2 separate regions of the Rattus norvegicus genome follow, and region 1 is linked to region 2. A link is a contact called in public HiChIP or PLAC-seq data. All regions are on one chromosome and are shown on one strand. The core of a region is the stretch at or near the end of the contact, and the rest is flanking DNA. Distances in the headings are between cores, read along the strand shown.

What was found. HiChIP or PLAC-seq counts read pairs in DNA pulled down with a chosen protein or histone mark.
Region 1: a contact with region 2 is called in an H3K27ac HiChIP or PLAC-seq map of oligodendrocytes, with 19 times the contacts expected there. The contact joins two enhancer-like sites. A contact is called at or near these places in 10 of 12 Hi-C or Micro-C datasets (the A7r5 cell line, Schwann cells, frontal cortex and 6 more) and 1 of 1 datasets of contacts at active chromatin or transcription factors (oligodendrocytes).

What each region holds. Positions count from the first base shown.
Region 1 is chr3:55,111,658-55,118,906 of GRCr8, forward strand. It overlaps Mmadhc (metabolism of cobalamin associated D), which reads right to left. Exons shown (of 8, transcript NM_001004280.1): 8 at 6,175-6,680. The coding sequence ends at 6,486. Among named protein-coding and RNA genes, the nearest start is that of Mmadhc, 20 kb to the right of the region's middle. Within about 2 kb of position 3,569, at least 2 of the 93 cell types and tissues checked have an H3K27ac peak or open chromatin away from gene starts, as enhancers often do.
Region 2 is chr3:54,581,688-54,588,333 of GRCr8, forward strand. All of the region lies in intron 25 of Kif5c (kinesin family member 5C), which reads left to right. Among named protein-coding and RNA genes, the nearest start is that of Lypd6b, 23 kb to the right of the region's middle. Within about 2 kb of position 4,129, at least 6 of the 93 cell types and tissues checked have an H3K27ac peak or open chromatin away from gene starts, as enhancers often do.

The sequences.
Region 1 (7,249 bases), core at 2,319-4,818, 530 kb after region 2:
CACTATATAGAAGAAACCTCATGTGTAAATACTGAACAGTAGGCGTTACTGTGACAGGTGCATTTGCTTATGGAACTACTAGGTCTGTTCATAGGGTGGTTTCTGTTGAAGATAATACTTCATAACTAAGAGAATGGTGTCTAAAATAATGGCCAACAACATCAGGGAAAAGCCAAGATGTCACTAGCAATACTAAGTCTGTCTTTCCAAACAAAATAGTGTAAATCTCACGCGTGTGATCCATAAAGCTGCCTACTAGGTACAATATTAGGAACCCTTGTTTTTTGGCCTTCAATACTATAAGAACTCAGAAGAATTTCTAAGTAATTACATGGTGACACCTACTGGTCAAATATACCAAGTGTCTATCTTTGTAAATATCTAAGAGAAGCACTAAAACAACAAAAACCTTCTCCAACTTCCAGGTCAAACTTAGAATATTTTTTTGATCTGAAATATTCACATCTGTGTATCGACTTTAGTGCAACCTACTGAACTAGGAACACATGTGACTGATTGCTATTTGCTGTTGGTATTCAGGGCACTTTTTACCAGGACTTGGAGGGCTGTGATAGGATCCATTAGAGCCAACGGCAATTCTGGACTGACAACAGCTTCCTCTGCTGACTGCGACAAAACATCACGTACCCCGAGGACCGACTATTCAAAATGATGGTAACAAGACTCGCGTTTTCATATCTGTTTTGGACTTTGTATCAGTTCTTGCAACTCAGTGTCAGAAGTGTGGCTATCAGCTTGAGCCTGTATAGAACCTTTAACGTGTTTTCTACATGAACTTGAAATACAGAAAAGGATTGAGAAGTAGGCCAGGGTGTCTTATACCCTGAATGTTATTTTGTTTCGTTGTCTCATCTCTAATTTGCTGGAAGGTATATATTAGTAGTCTTATCAAAATTTGTTTTCTAATATGTTAAAAGGATTTTTGCCTCTTGAATCAAAGTTGAGTTTGGGTATGTGCATAAAATTACACTGTGGGTTGGTGTTCACTTGATTCGAAGGACACTATGGAGAGCAGTCTAAAAGCCAAGTGGTCATCTGCTTAAGATTAATTGCCTCTTCCAGGTCACTAATTCATGTTCCAGTGTCCCGGGAGAGTTAATTTATTTCTCATGAGTTACCACTTGACTCTGAGGAGGCATTTTAACTTACCCAGGCTTAATACAGGACAAATCTTATTACTGTAACTTATTTATGTGGCAATAAACATAGGTTCCCTTCTCTTTCCCAGCTGGTTTGCTCAGTGCTGAACCCATGTCTCCTTTCTGTGACCATACACATAATTTAACTCGCTTTGAATCCCAATGATCCTTCCATTGTCAATTAAGACAGTGTGACATTTGAGTTTATAATTTTGGAAAAAAATGAATTTAAACCAGGGTAAGTAAAAGCATATCTCTGTGACGAATGGTTCTTCTGCCCTTTGCAGTCAAGTAGGAATATAGAAAACAACACTCTTCTAAAAATATTGCTGATTTTAATTTTGAGTCTCTTAGTCACAGGAGAGATGCTAGCAGTCAATGGGCAGGAACAAAGAACACCCAAGGGCAAAATCCCCAGCCAAACTCATGCAGAGCCAGGGAGGTGATCTTTATGCTCAAAGCACCTGTTTTCCATGTACTCAACCCTGACGCACCTTTCAGTTTCCCTAAGTATTACTATTTCAAAACAATGTTCAGCATCTCCAAGTTTTTCATGATCTTATTATTGAATATAACTTCTGTTTGAATAGCGACCATTGTCATTCATATAAGGTCAACAGAGTTAGCAAAATAGAAGATAGTGGAATAATTCTACATTTCAGAACCAGATAACATATTTAGGAGCCAGGCAGCATATTTCAGGAGATACTGTATTTTAACTCTGTTGAAAAAACAAAACAAGAACAAAATCCCAGTGCAACAATTATAACCTATTGGCTGAGCTGACCTGGGCTAAAGGGAGCTCTCCCGACACCTAGCTATTAGATTACTATAGTCCAGGACAAAGGTCCAGTTTGACCCCATTTAATCTCCAAGTATGATTCTGAACCATTCTTAAGTTTACTAAACATTTATGTCAAGCATTAGCAAACATGAATTCAGTCAAGCAATCTTCCAGTGACAAAACGCCTGTGACAATGATGGCTTTATGTCATTCAAGACCACTCAAGCTACAATTTTAGCAAAATGGTCTATACAGTTACAAAATAGGGCAGAGATTTAAACCAGAGTCTAACAAGCTTAATGACTATTTTTGTATTGATAAAGGGTCACAAAATCTTTCTGCACAATGTAAGCAGTAACTTAAATGTACGTAACCATATATAAAGCCAAATTAAAGTGGTTAGAACATTTTATACTGAACAAAGAGATCAAAGCAGACCCAAACACCACGATCTTACACTGTATCACATTTTACTTATATTACTACAGTAAAAAAATTTTTATGGTACAGGAGAGCAAAGTGCTTTTTTTTTTATTACTATTACTTTATATGAATACACTAAAGACTGTGAACATGTCCAGCATCCACAGAGTTAACAAAATAGAAGGAACTGTGGTCTGTTCCCAGGGGAATCCACAAGGATAACAGCATTGGGAATCCTGGCAGAGAATAATTTAACTATCTAAAGGCTATGAGGGTCTTGGGAATCTTATAAAATATTTACAAGCATTAGTCATGTCTTAGAGACAAAAAAAAAAATAAAGCATGTCCAGTACACACTGTAAGTAACATTTGAATGTTTTACAAATTTGATATTTTAATATCAGCATCAGTGCATAAAAGAAACTCCTAATTTGGTTTTAAAATTCTATGAGTTAACTGTAAAGCTTAAGAGTCTTTGGAAGAAGTGAATTAGTTAAAGTTCCTTTGCTGGAACTAGAATTTTTAAAACGTTTCTATCATGGTTTAAAGAACAGATTTGGTTGCACTTTAAGCCCCTTTTAATTACACCATTATATCAAAATAAAGTGCATGCAAGTTTGCACAATTAAGCAGACACCCAAATTTAGAAAAGAGAACATTACCAACATCCCAGAACCCTTTTTCTGTTTTGTGCTAGTTAGTTTCGTCTATGGAAAACAACATTAGCACGCTGGTCACTGTAAAGAAGGAAAGGTTCCGTTGGGCAGTGAGAGCCAGCTCGGTGGTCCATCTGTACGGCTTTTAGCAGTGCTGTCTATCATGGGGTCAAGGGACACAGGGAGTTCATTTTTCACGTGGCCAGAGGTAGAGATGAAGGGGCCATGCCCCCAGTGACTTAACTTCTTTCACTAGGACTTGCCTCGGAAAGGTTCTACCAGCTACAGTGAGCCTTTAAATTTACAGGAGCCTTGCGTATACTCTAGATCCACTGCCTCCCCTTCCTGGGTATCCGCTGCCTCGGCACCGGCTGCTGCTCTGGAATTCTCTCATGTCTTTTCTTCCCCTTCGTTGCTAGAGACATACACATTTCTGCATTGTTTTACTTATCGTGGTGTTTATGTGAGTTGGCCATGCAGACTCATTCCGCCCAGTGCTGATGGGTATGCAGCTGTACGAGAGCTGGAGACTTACGTAATGAAAGCACCAACATAGCTGTCAGAGTACACGCAGTTAGTCTGCTGGGGCATGGCTCGCCCCCGAGTGTAACTCAGTTTTGGTATCACTTTTCATTTTAGCCATTCTGGAGATATGTAATACAGTACTGTGGATTTAATTGTATTCCTGATGATTTATGGAGCAGCCCACATATTGGCCATTTGGTTATCTTTCTTTGTAAAATTTTTACTGTTGTTTTTGCTTACCAATTTTAGGGCTTCTTTGTTATTATGAACACCAATCTTTTGTTTGCTATGTATACTGCTCAACCTGTGTGTACATGTGTGTGTGTAACCTTCAACTCTCAGTTGTGTGTTCTTCATGGTTTTTGATCAAAGCCTTATTTTATTACAATCAGATTTATCAAATTTCCCTTGCACTATTGTTGCATAGAATTTTTTTTTTTGGCCTATTTTTAAGTTCACAAAAGTAATCATGAAAGCCTTACTTGTTCATGTGTAGACCTACAATGTATTTGGAAGTAATCTGTGTGCATGGTGGAAGGTACATGTGACGACCTATCCTTTCCTCTATCTGCTAGCCTACAGCACTCCCCGAAAAAAACCATCCTTCTCACCATTCTACTACGTTAGCCATCAATGAACCAAGTAGCTCCTGTGCTCTCTGAGGGAGTGAGGATGTGGTATGAGATGATGATAACCTCCAGGAGTGATTTGGAGCAAACTGCTTGAAGCCTTATTTTCAGTCCTTATAACTGGTATAACTTACAGATGTACTACTGACATCAAGAAAGGAGACAGAAAACTTTCTAAAGTTTAAAATATCCAACTGTGAAGAAAGGGGGTTCAGTGCTGTTTTAGTACAAAATTGAGTTTTATTTTTCAGATATGAGAAGTAAAATTTAAGACCAACCAAAACCAAAACCTCAAAAAATTGTTTTTTTTTTTGTATAGAGCAAAATTATATGTTAATCAAGGACTATGCATTATAAGAGAAAGAAAAGATAAAGTTCAAAATAATGTACAGTTGACCAATTACTATCCAACATAGGGTAGGAGAAAAGATCAGCAAGGGGTATAGTGGCCGGGAAGGTTAAATACTGTGGAAGTCCGTGAACTGATTCGGATATGATAAGGTCGTTCTTAATGTAAAATCCTAGAGCTCTCATTTTGTATTTGTCTTTAATACAGTCAATCCATAGCATTCTCCTCTTACTTCCTTAAACACCCTTCACCCACTATTGCTGTATTTTAGAACACAGTAATAGTTCAACACCTATGCCCAGAAAGCTGAAAGCTAAAACAAAACAAAACACTGATGCTCAAACCTCCTTGGGTTAATGATTAATCTGTCAATGTGGAGGCAAATTATGAAATAGTATCTTAGGGTAACTCAACTACATAGCTGGAGCTGTGGTATAAGGTTCTCGAGATCAGGCAGAGCTGTGAGATACGCTGTTATACTTAGCTATGCCTGACTACAACAAGGAAAGCGCTGTCCCTTAATACAATTATGCTGTGTTTGGAAAATTTTGTTCCCATCAGGGGTTTGCAACTCTATCTAAGCAGAGGCCAGGGTGACGCTCAACAAACCATACACTGTATTGCACGGGTCCCCAGTAAAGAGGCGCCTTCAAAGTGTAAGCAGTATAGCGGTGGGCACGCTCTACTTGAAACAATAACAGGATCAGCCCTGAGAGAAAAGCACTTTCATTCAAGTATGAGGATTCAGTCAGTGTTCAAAGTGATAGAAGGCCAACAAAGACAAACATGCTTTAAACTTGAAGTGAGAGAACTTCTGTTTGAAGTGCAGCATCCTACAGTTGAATTTTCAGTTATGTATTAATTAAAATTGTAAAGATATATATTTTAGTAAACTTTAAAAGGCATTTGAAGCATGCAGAGTACAATTCCTGTTTGTTTACTAAATTCCCCAACCCTTCAGACACTTAGTAGACCTAGTGTTTGCCATTAAGAGTGAATAGACATCTATAAATAAAAGAATCACAGCTATGTTCCTGTGCTAGGTCTTAGGTTAGCTGTGCTACATTTAGTCAGGTAATATTAAACATTTCATGTTCGTGTGGCCTTGTGTGAGATGAAATGGATACCTGAAGCATTTTCCTACATTACAGTACCGAAGAACTAACCGTTTCCTACTGTTAGCATCAACACGTCATTTATTGGTATAAGCCTCAGTGACGGAAGATGATTCATTTAGACTTTATTCCATGTAATAAGTGCTGCAGAGTAACAGAGAATGAGACACCTCTGGAGTGATGAAGTTAGGGATGTGACTGGAGCCCGGGTATCAATTTACCTGAAAATAAATTATATTTAACTGTCTCAACTACAGGGTAAAGAATTGGTTTTAGTCTAAGAATGAAACTGACACACTTTTATACATAAAAGATGTACTACTTTTACTATTATTTTTCCTGATAACATCGTTTCAAAGTAATAAACTAGGGTCAGTTTGATTAGCAGTTAAAAAATATTAGAAGGCTAAAGTCTTCAGTGAATCCAGAATTATGAATGGTACTAAAAACAACTTAAAATTTAATATTGTAGCTTCTTTAACATGCTAAATGGCTGCAGTATTTAAGCTATTGCAATGAAAAGACACAAGCAGTCATAGACAAATGTATGATTTATTTTTGGAAAAAATAATTAAAATTTTCCCAATAAAGGGGAGAATTAACACTAAAAGACCACACATACCCTGGTTACAAGTTGATGATCTCATTTTTCATAATATGGATGTGTTCAATGTTCCAGAATATGAACTAGCATTTGCAATTTTGAAACCCCAAGTCACCTGTCCCTGTAAACCCATAAATGATGAAATAAATACCTAGAAACAAGAATCGTCTAGAAGCTGCGGTCCATGATAGAGCAATCCGTTGCGGACAGACAGTGCTGCAATTGTCACAGTGTCACCTGCTAGTCCCCACTGAGCTTCCTCATGATATGGCTGTCTGCTGTTGCATTAGTGAAGATACTTCCCACAACCACATGAGTGCCCCAGAGACCATGACGGATCACCTTACAGCAGCCAAGGTCATCAACAGAGAATCCTAAATGCCGGTACCGTTCATCTGTTTCAAAAAGTGTGTTGTTTGTATATGGTCCAAAAAACTGGAGGAAATAAGAAATGAAGTAATGTCTTCATTAGAAAGATACTGTAAGAAAATTTATGTGAATGCAAATGTTCATCTGTTTCAATGTATTTTTTAGCTAATAAAAAGTGACCTGCAAACCCAAACTATTCTAACCCACCCTTCCCAGTTCTTATGCATGCTGGAAATGGAAAATGCATCATTTAGTAAATTTCAAGCTTCCTAGAAGTGGATGTATAGCATTATACAAACCTTAAAGATAATGAAATATGAAAGGGAACTAAAGGAAGATAAAGTCTTTTAGTCTACATGACACTGTACTTGACTGAGTATGTACTTCAGAAAGTATGTATTTCTATCTTAAAATTAAAAAATAAATTTATTACTTCTTGTGATTGAAGTACATAACCACAACTGTATATAAACTTCCAAAAAGTCACTTCTCTAATTTTTTGCACTTTATATTTTCTTAACTTCAACTTATTTTAGTCCTTTAAGGAACTAGACTAGACCACAGTTCTTTCTAAGCTTCAGCTTACAGAGTAAACACACACACACACACACACACACACACACACACACACCTCA
Region 2 (6,646 bases), core at 2,879-5,378:
GCTTAGTGCAGCAAAGGGTTGCACTCTGTGCCTGCTGCCTGAACCGGCTCCCAGGCTCCGATAGGCTGCAGCATGGCACTGTGACCCATGCTGTGCCTCTCACCAGCCTGGACTAGGTAATATTTCTGCACCTTAGCACATTAATACCGTGTACTCCGCTCACCCCAGGTCTGTCTCTGTCATTTATTATTTAACCTATTATTTAGCCTGAACTTTGCTCAGGCTCTGAAGGCTTTTAGAAGCCCAGTAGCACAGCATTTGGCTAACACAAATCTTGCTACCATTCATGCAAATCCCCTCTCCATTTTGCCTCCTTTTTTTCATCGTCTCTGTTGATTTCGCTGTTGTGTTTTATGAACCCAGTTTACATGTTGGCTGTGTTCAGATCTTAGAGCCTCTCTTACATCATAAAGGTCACGTTGGAGCTCAGCAAAGCCACCAAAGCCCCCTGCTCTTCCTGGGGTCCCCGTTGAGTCAGTCTCTTTTTTAACTTTGGGTAAACAGGTCTGCCAGGCCCGGTGAGCCAGGCATCAGCCCTCTCTCCCGAGCTGATTCTCTCAGTGACTGACACCTGCCCTTTTGTCATCTTCCAGTCCCTCATGTTCATGAGGACCTCACCTGTGAAAACCTTGAGTTCTAATGGTTCCTGTGAGCCAATCCATCAGACGTTGGTTTCCCTCATGTTGACAACTCTGGTTCCCAGCTTAACTTCTCATTGCCACAGCACTCAGAATGATGCCATCTGCCTTCATGCCCCCCAGCCTCACAGGTCAGGCCATGACAGGCCAGGCCGGGACAGGCCCTCCTTACGGCCTGTGTAGAAATCTTTCCCTGTTCAAGAAGCTGAGCGGCAGGTACTTCCTGGTTATCACGGTCTCTGTAGCTGTGACTGTCCTGGAACTCACTTTGTAGACCAGGCTGACCTCAATCTCAGAGACCCCCCTGCCTCTGCCTCCTGGGTGCTGGGATTACAGGCGTGCGTCACCACCACCCGCTGCATGGGGCGTTTTAAAGGACCCCATGCACATCTTGAGCCGTGGATTCTCTTTTCCTATGTTAATGGTTAGACCTGAGGGTTTTTTAAAACCACTTTTACCTTATTCTCTTCTCCCTCATTAGCTGACTTCTTCCATAGGCTCTTTTTGGATCCCACAAGGTGCTCTTCAACAGAATGTGTTGCATTTTTGTACCCATCCATAAGAGGTGGCAAGGCCATACCTATATCTCATTTAAAATAGGGCACATATAGAGGCAGGCGATTACTACATGTTCTTTTCCCATTTTAAGTCCCCCTTAAGCTAGCAAGTTCTATCTGGGAAAACAGCTGAATGATTGTCAACTCATACCAGGGGCCTGACAACTGACACCATGACCAGTCAATCATCTCTTCTGCTCCATGTCACCTCAGAGTCTGTAACACATTATTTAATCCATCAGCTCTTTGGAGGCATCCCAAAGTCAGAAGGTAGACCCCATTCATCAAGGATGCTGCCCATTCCCACAGAGGAAAATGGTTACTCTGGGAATCTCCACCAAGATGGAGAATCTACCATATGACAGCTTGGCCTTGGTTTTATGTCCTGTCACAAATCTCATGAAAACTACAGCTACCACTTACAGCAAGAGGTCATGCCATCCCATACCACATAGGGAAAGGTATATTAGAATTCCTCTCACAGATGTTCCACCCTCACATGGATCTGCATTGGAGGAGCTATGCAACCCTCATTCCCATCTCTTTTTTGTTTTCTATCCATCCCTGACTAGGTACCATTTATGTCGTCTGATACTGTTCCTGGAGATATAACTGATGTGTTTTTATCCCAGATAAGGAACTGATGACAGACAAAAGAAATGATTACACAAAAGTCCAACTTGGTGAACCAATGAGATTCATTAGGGTTACTTATAAGAACAAGGATAACTCAAAGACACTGCCTCACTGAAAGCCCACCCCAGCTAGAACCCTGATCCTCTGCATGACTTGTAGGTAGCTCAAAGCTGCCTCACTGACAGCAAATCTCCTCTGTAGTTCTTACTATTTATCTAATATTACTGGGGTAGAAGGAATGCTTATATCTGGTCAGTTTCAGGGACTTCCTGAGACTTGTGGGTTGCTTACTTCCATAGTCTTAAGAATAGAGCTTTAAAATTTGAATGAAATGGCTCCACAACAGGTGGGCAGGAGTCTGAAGCTCAGCAGAGGCCAGAGTTAGAGGCCTAGAGAGTGAAGACCCACAGATTGTGTTTATGATCCGATGTTTTAGAATTTACAGGGTAGAGAGGGAAGTGGAAAGTGGGGACAGGTAGCCTGGCCTGAAATTGACAAGTAGGTCGTGAAAACAAGGTGACATGAGAATAAAACCTGGGTAAGAGTATGTAAGGTCACAGGGAGATAGAGACTGGGTAGTTGGTGAAGGCCAGATGGTGGTGATCTTGGGTTGCTTTAGGCAATTTGTTTGGAACTGTATGGTGAATGGCACTGGTGCTGATGTTGGTGCTGCTGATGGTGGTGGTGAAGAATGAGCTGGCAGCTGGGAGCTACATTTGATGGAAGGCAGAGATGTGAAGGATGTTGATTGAGATAGTTGCCTTTCTCTTAAAAATAGATGCCAATATCAACTTGTGGTATCCATCCAGCTAAGGGGCAGGGGTGGAGGTGCAGGTGCATCAGGAAGTTAGCTGGGGTGGGCAGAGCACTGGGCCTCTTATTTTGCAAGTAAGAATCATAGATTATCAGCAGGGAAGGAGGGGAGAAGGTCCGTAGGCCTCTGAGAATAGAGAAGGTATGAAATGGCCCTCTCAGGCAGTGTGGAGTGCTTGTTTGAGGCTCCACACTGAGTGTAGATACCCAGTTAAATATTTATCCAGCTCTCTGGTTCTGAGGGCCCTAGAGATAGCTCCTTTTCTTGACAATGCTTGGGCAACCCAAATGAGGACTTGTTCGAATGTATCCACCAGATGGCGCTGTGAGGGCATTGCTGAATCTTCATTTATTAGACTTCAACCATTTGTCTGTGATGTGTGCCCTACCCCCTGCCCCCCACCCCGTGTGTGTGTGTGTGTGTGTGTGTGTGTAGGGGATATTTATCTATCTACATATATATAGAGGGGTATATCTATTTATTTCTCTTATGTTTAACTGTTACATTTTCTCCAACATAAAAACTAAAAGAATATTTCTAAGAAATACAATTCTCAGAGGTCCCCAACATTGGTTGAATTTATTTTATTATAATATTTAAATATTTATAAATTTAAAATAATATACACTCCCTGTTCTTACATATTTAACACAGCCATAAAGTCAAAACAAATTTTAAAATTATATTAAAACAAAACCACAAGTCAGAAATTCAAACCACTTAACCGTATCATAATTTAATAAGAGTTGAATTGATTTTTCATCGAAAATAAACAGAAAAGTGCAATGTGGCCGAGTGCTGCTGCTGCACGTCTGATGTGCCCTCATTTGCACGTGCCTTGACCAGACCAAAGGGGTCACACTCCTTTGTTAGACTCACGCCACGTCTCTTGTGTCTGCACTGCATTGTTTTCCTGCTGAGTGGCTAACTTGGAGACAAGTTGAGTATGAAGCAGTCGGAGTATGGGGATGTAACCACTGGTAAAATGTCTGTGCCATTTTAGAAGCCATGGTGGGATTGTACAGGGATTCGTTTAGTGAGTGGCACATATATTTAATGAAGCAAACAAGTGTTTTCTCCTGCTCTGTGTTCATGTTTTGAGACATAAGGAAAGTGTTCCGATAGCCCCTTCCACTGCCTGACAGGATCCCCTGGTTAACCTGGCCCCCGGGGGAGCCTGTGACCTGGGCTGTCATGTTGTGACCCTCGTCCGTGCTCCACATGGCTTTACCCTATCATTGGAGGATAGCTGTCCTGTTTAGGTCCTACTTCCTCAGGATCTCTCTCTAATGTGAATAAGATAAATAATCGTGAATTATTGGTGTGAATCGCACCTTTAAATTCCTGGGTAACTGGATGGGAGTAGACGTGTAACGAAGCTCTACCCGTGCTCACTGCTGTCTGCTGTCTCAGTAGTCATGTGACTCAGCCTGGAATCCTGACTGCTGGGCTGCCTGGCCGATGCACCTCTGCTCCAGTACGGACCTTGGCTCCACGCCCATGGAGCCCTAGCCAGTGGGATGCACCACACACCGCTTTCTACTCTCCTCACAGTAAGCCCGGCTCATGCAGGGGAGGTTCCAGCTGTGCAGCAGAGAGAGGAGAGTCGGTGTTTCTAACGCAGGCCTCTCCTGCGTCTCCTCAGCTCCCAGTGCCCACACCCTTCATCATTTTCACATACTTGAAGCTGGAGCCATAAACTTCTGGCCCAGTTATGGTATGGGCATGTCTCCCTTTGATCAGAAGACGTTCCAACCTCCTCAGAACCCCTGACTTCTCCACCGCTTCCTTTCCTTCGTCCAGGCAGAATGGAATTTCCTCTCTAAGCACTTGGCTACTCCGGCATCAGAGCCCTTCCTTTCAGGTCTTCGGCTGTGCACTGAGCTCCCAAGAGGCTGCTCACTCACTCTGCCCTTGTCTGCCTCGGGCCCTCCTGTTTTTTCATCTGCGACTTCTTGTCTTAATCACCCAAATCCCATTTGTCTTGCACCATTGTTAGGGTGACCCCTCACTGTGTCCCTTTCCTGGTTCTGACACTCAGTCACAAGTAACTCATCTTGTGTCTCCTCAAGATGCTTGCTAGCTGTTTTCAGCAGAGATGTGGTCACACTGCATGGAGGGTGGGCCAACGCGGCTGTCATCTTAGCCCTTGACACTGGTCTGACTGATGGCATGCAGGGATCCTCCAGACAGGTGCAGCCCACCTCTGAACCTCCAGACCAGATATTGCTGATCCAAAGTCCTTGCCACTAGCAACTAGACGATCACAAACTTCATTCATTCAAGGATCCCACTACAGGCAGAAACAACGACCAGATTCCAACCGACCGAGGTGGGGCTGGATCCCTTTGGTCTGAGACTGGTTCTTACTCTGTGGCCAAGTCACTTTGTCTTTGTGCCTCTGTGTAGTTCTACTTACAGGTCCATTGAGGATCAAGCGTGTCAGTGTGAATCTGTGGTCTGTGGGCCTAGACCAGGCATTTACAAGTCTCCTAACTAGAGTAAAAGCGCAGATTTTTAGGGTAAAAGTGCAGGTTCCACAGGCAGCCTTGGGGACCTAGGCTGGACCACCTTCCCAGGATAGCAGGCAAAGAGATGGGTAACGGTAAAAGTCAGAGCTGCCACATTAGGAAAGGGAACAAATTGGGTCCTGTGGACTCCAAGTCTGTCTCAGGGTGCTTGGCATAAGTTGTAACTGGGGCAGGAGGCAGGAGGTGTATGCAGAGTTGGGCAGTCCTGGTCCAGTGTGGTCTGGTTATCTACTTGTCTCCACTCTGGTTCTGGAGGGAGGACTGCAGAAGCCCTTATTGCTGGCGGGGCCAGTGTTTCTCAGGAGATGGTTACTTCTATTTCAGGTCACAGGCATCTTTACCCTCGTGGGTAATTGCCTTCATATAGGAATAGGGGTCCAGGGTCACAGTGCTGCAGGGTAGGAAGTTAGGGGTTAAGGGAATTATTGTGAGGGTTTTCCTCTTCTCGAAACTCCATTAGGATAATGACGTCACTGTTCCTTTAGCCTTGAAAGGGATGAGCTAGATTAGACCGAGCTCTGTGAGCAGCTAACGTGCCAAACTGAAGAGGTATGCAGAGGACCCAGAAGAAAGCAGGAAGGCACAAAAGACCCGGATGCCATGTTTTCATCCGGCTTTCCAGTTCCCCCATGGGCCCACGGGAAAGTCAGGGGTTGTTAGCAGAAGCAGCCTCTGTTCTCATTTCTGTGAGTGCTGTTTCTGCACATGCTCATACCACCTAGCCAGGGCTGCTTATTCTGCGTTCCACAGAGAAGGGCCAAACGAAGGTGGGCCTGAGACCAGGAACTTGGAGCTTCTGTGTGACTGTTCTTCAAGTTTCGACTTTAGGTACCCTGTGTATCCGTAAAGAGGATCAGTGACAATCAGAGGGCTTTAGTATCTATTTGTCATATGTACCATATAAACTTTTAAAACTAAAACATTAAATGAGTGATTCATTTAAATAAATTACCATAAGTGACTTTTTCTTTTAAAAAAAGGTTTTATTTTTAATTTTTGTGTATGTCTACGTGTGGGAAAGTACACATGAGTACACATCCCTCCAGAGGCCAGAAGAGGACTTAAGAATTACAGAAGGGCATGAACTGACTTATGTGGGCGTTGGAACTGAACTCAGGTCTTCTGCAAGTACAGTATGTGGTCTCAACCACTGAACCATCTCTGTAGCCCTTTTACTGCATAAACAATTTGTTTTTGTTTAATTATGTATTTGTGTGTCTTTGTGTGGGTGTGGGCATATGAGTTCAGGCATAAATGGCATTTTTAAGGAAAGATTAGTTTTTTTAAAACCCTTAACTAATTGGCATCACTTTACATTTTCGTAGACCCCCTTGTCTGCTTTAATGGGTAGGGGCTACTTCTCCGAGCAGCCTCTGCGTCTGTTTCTCTGCATGGCCTTGGCTGGAGTACATGGAGAGAGCAGCCGTCCTCATCACGTCAAAGAAGATTTCTTGGCTGTCACACAAGGGT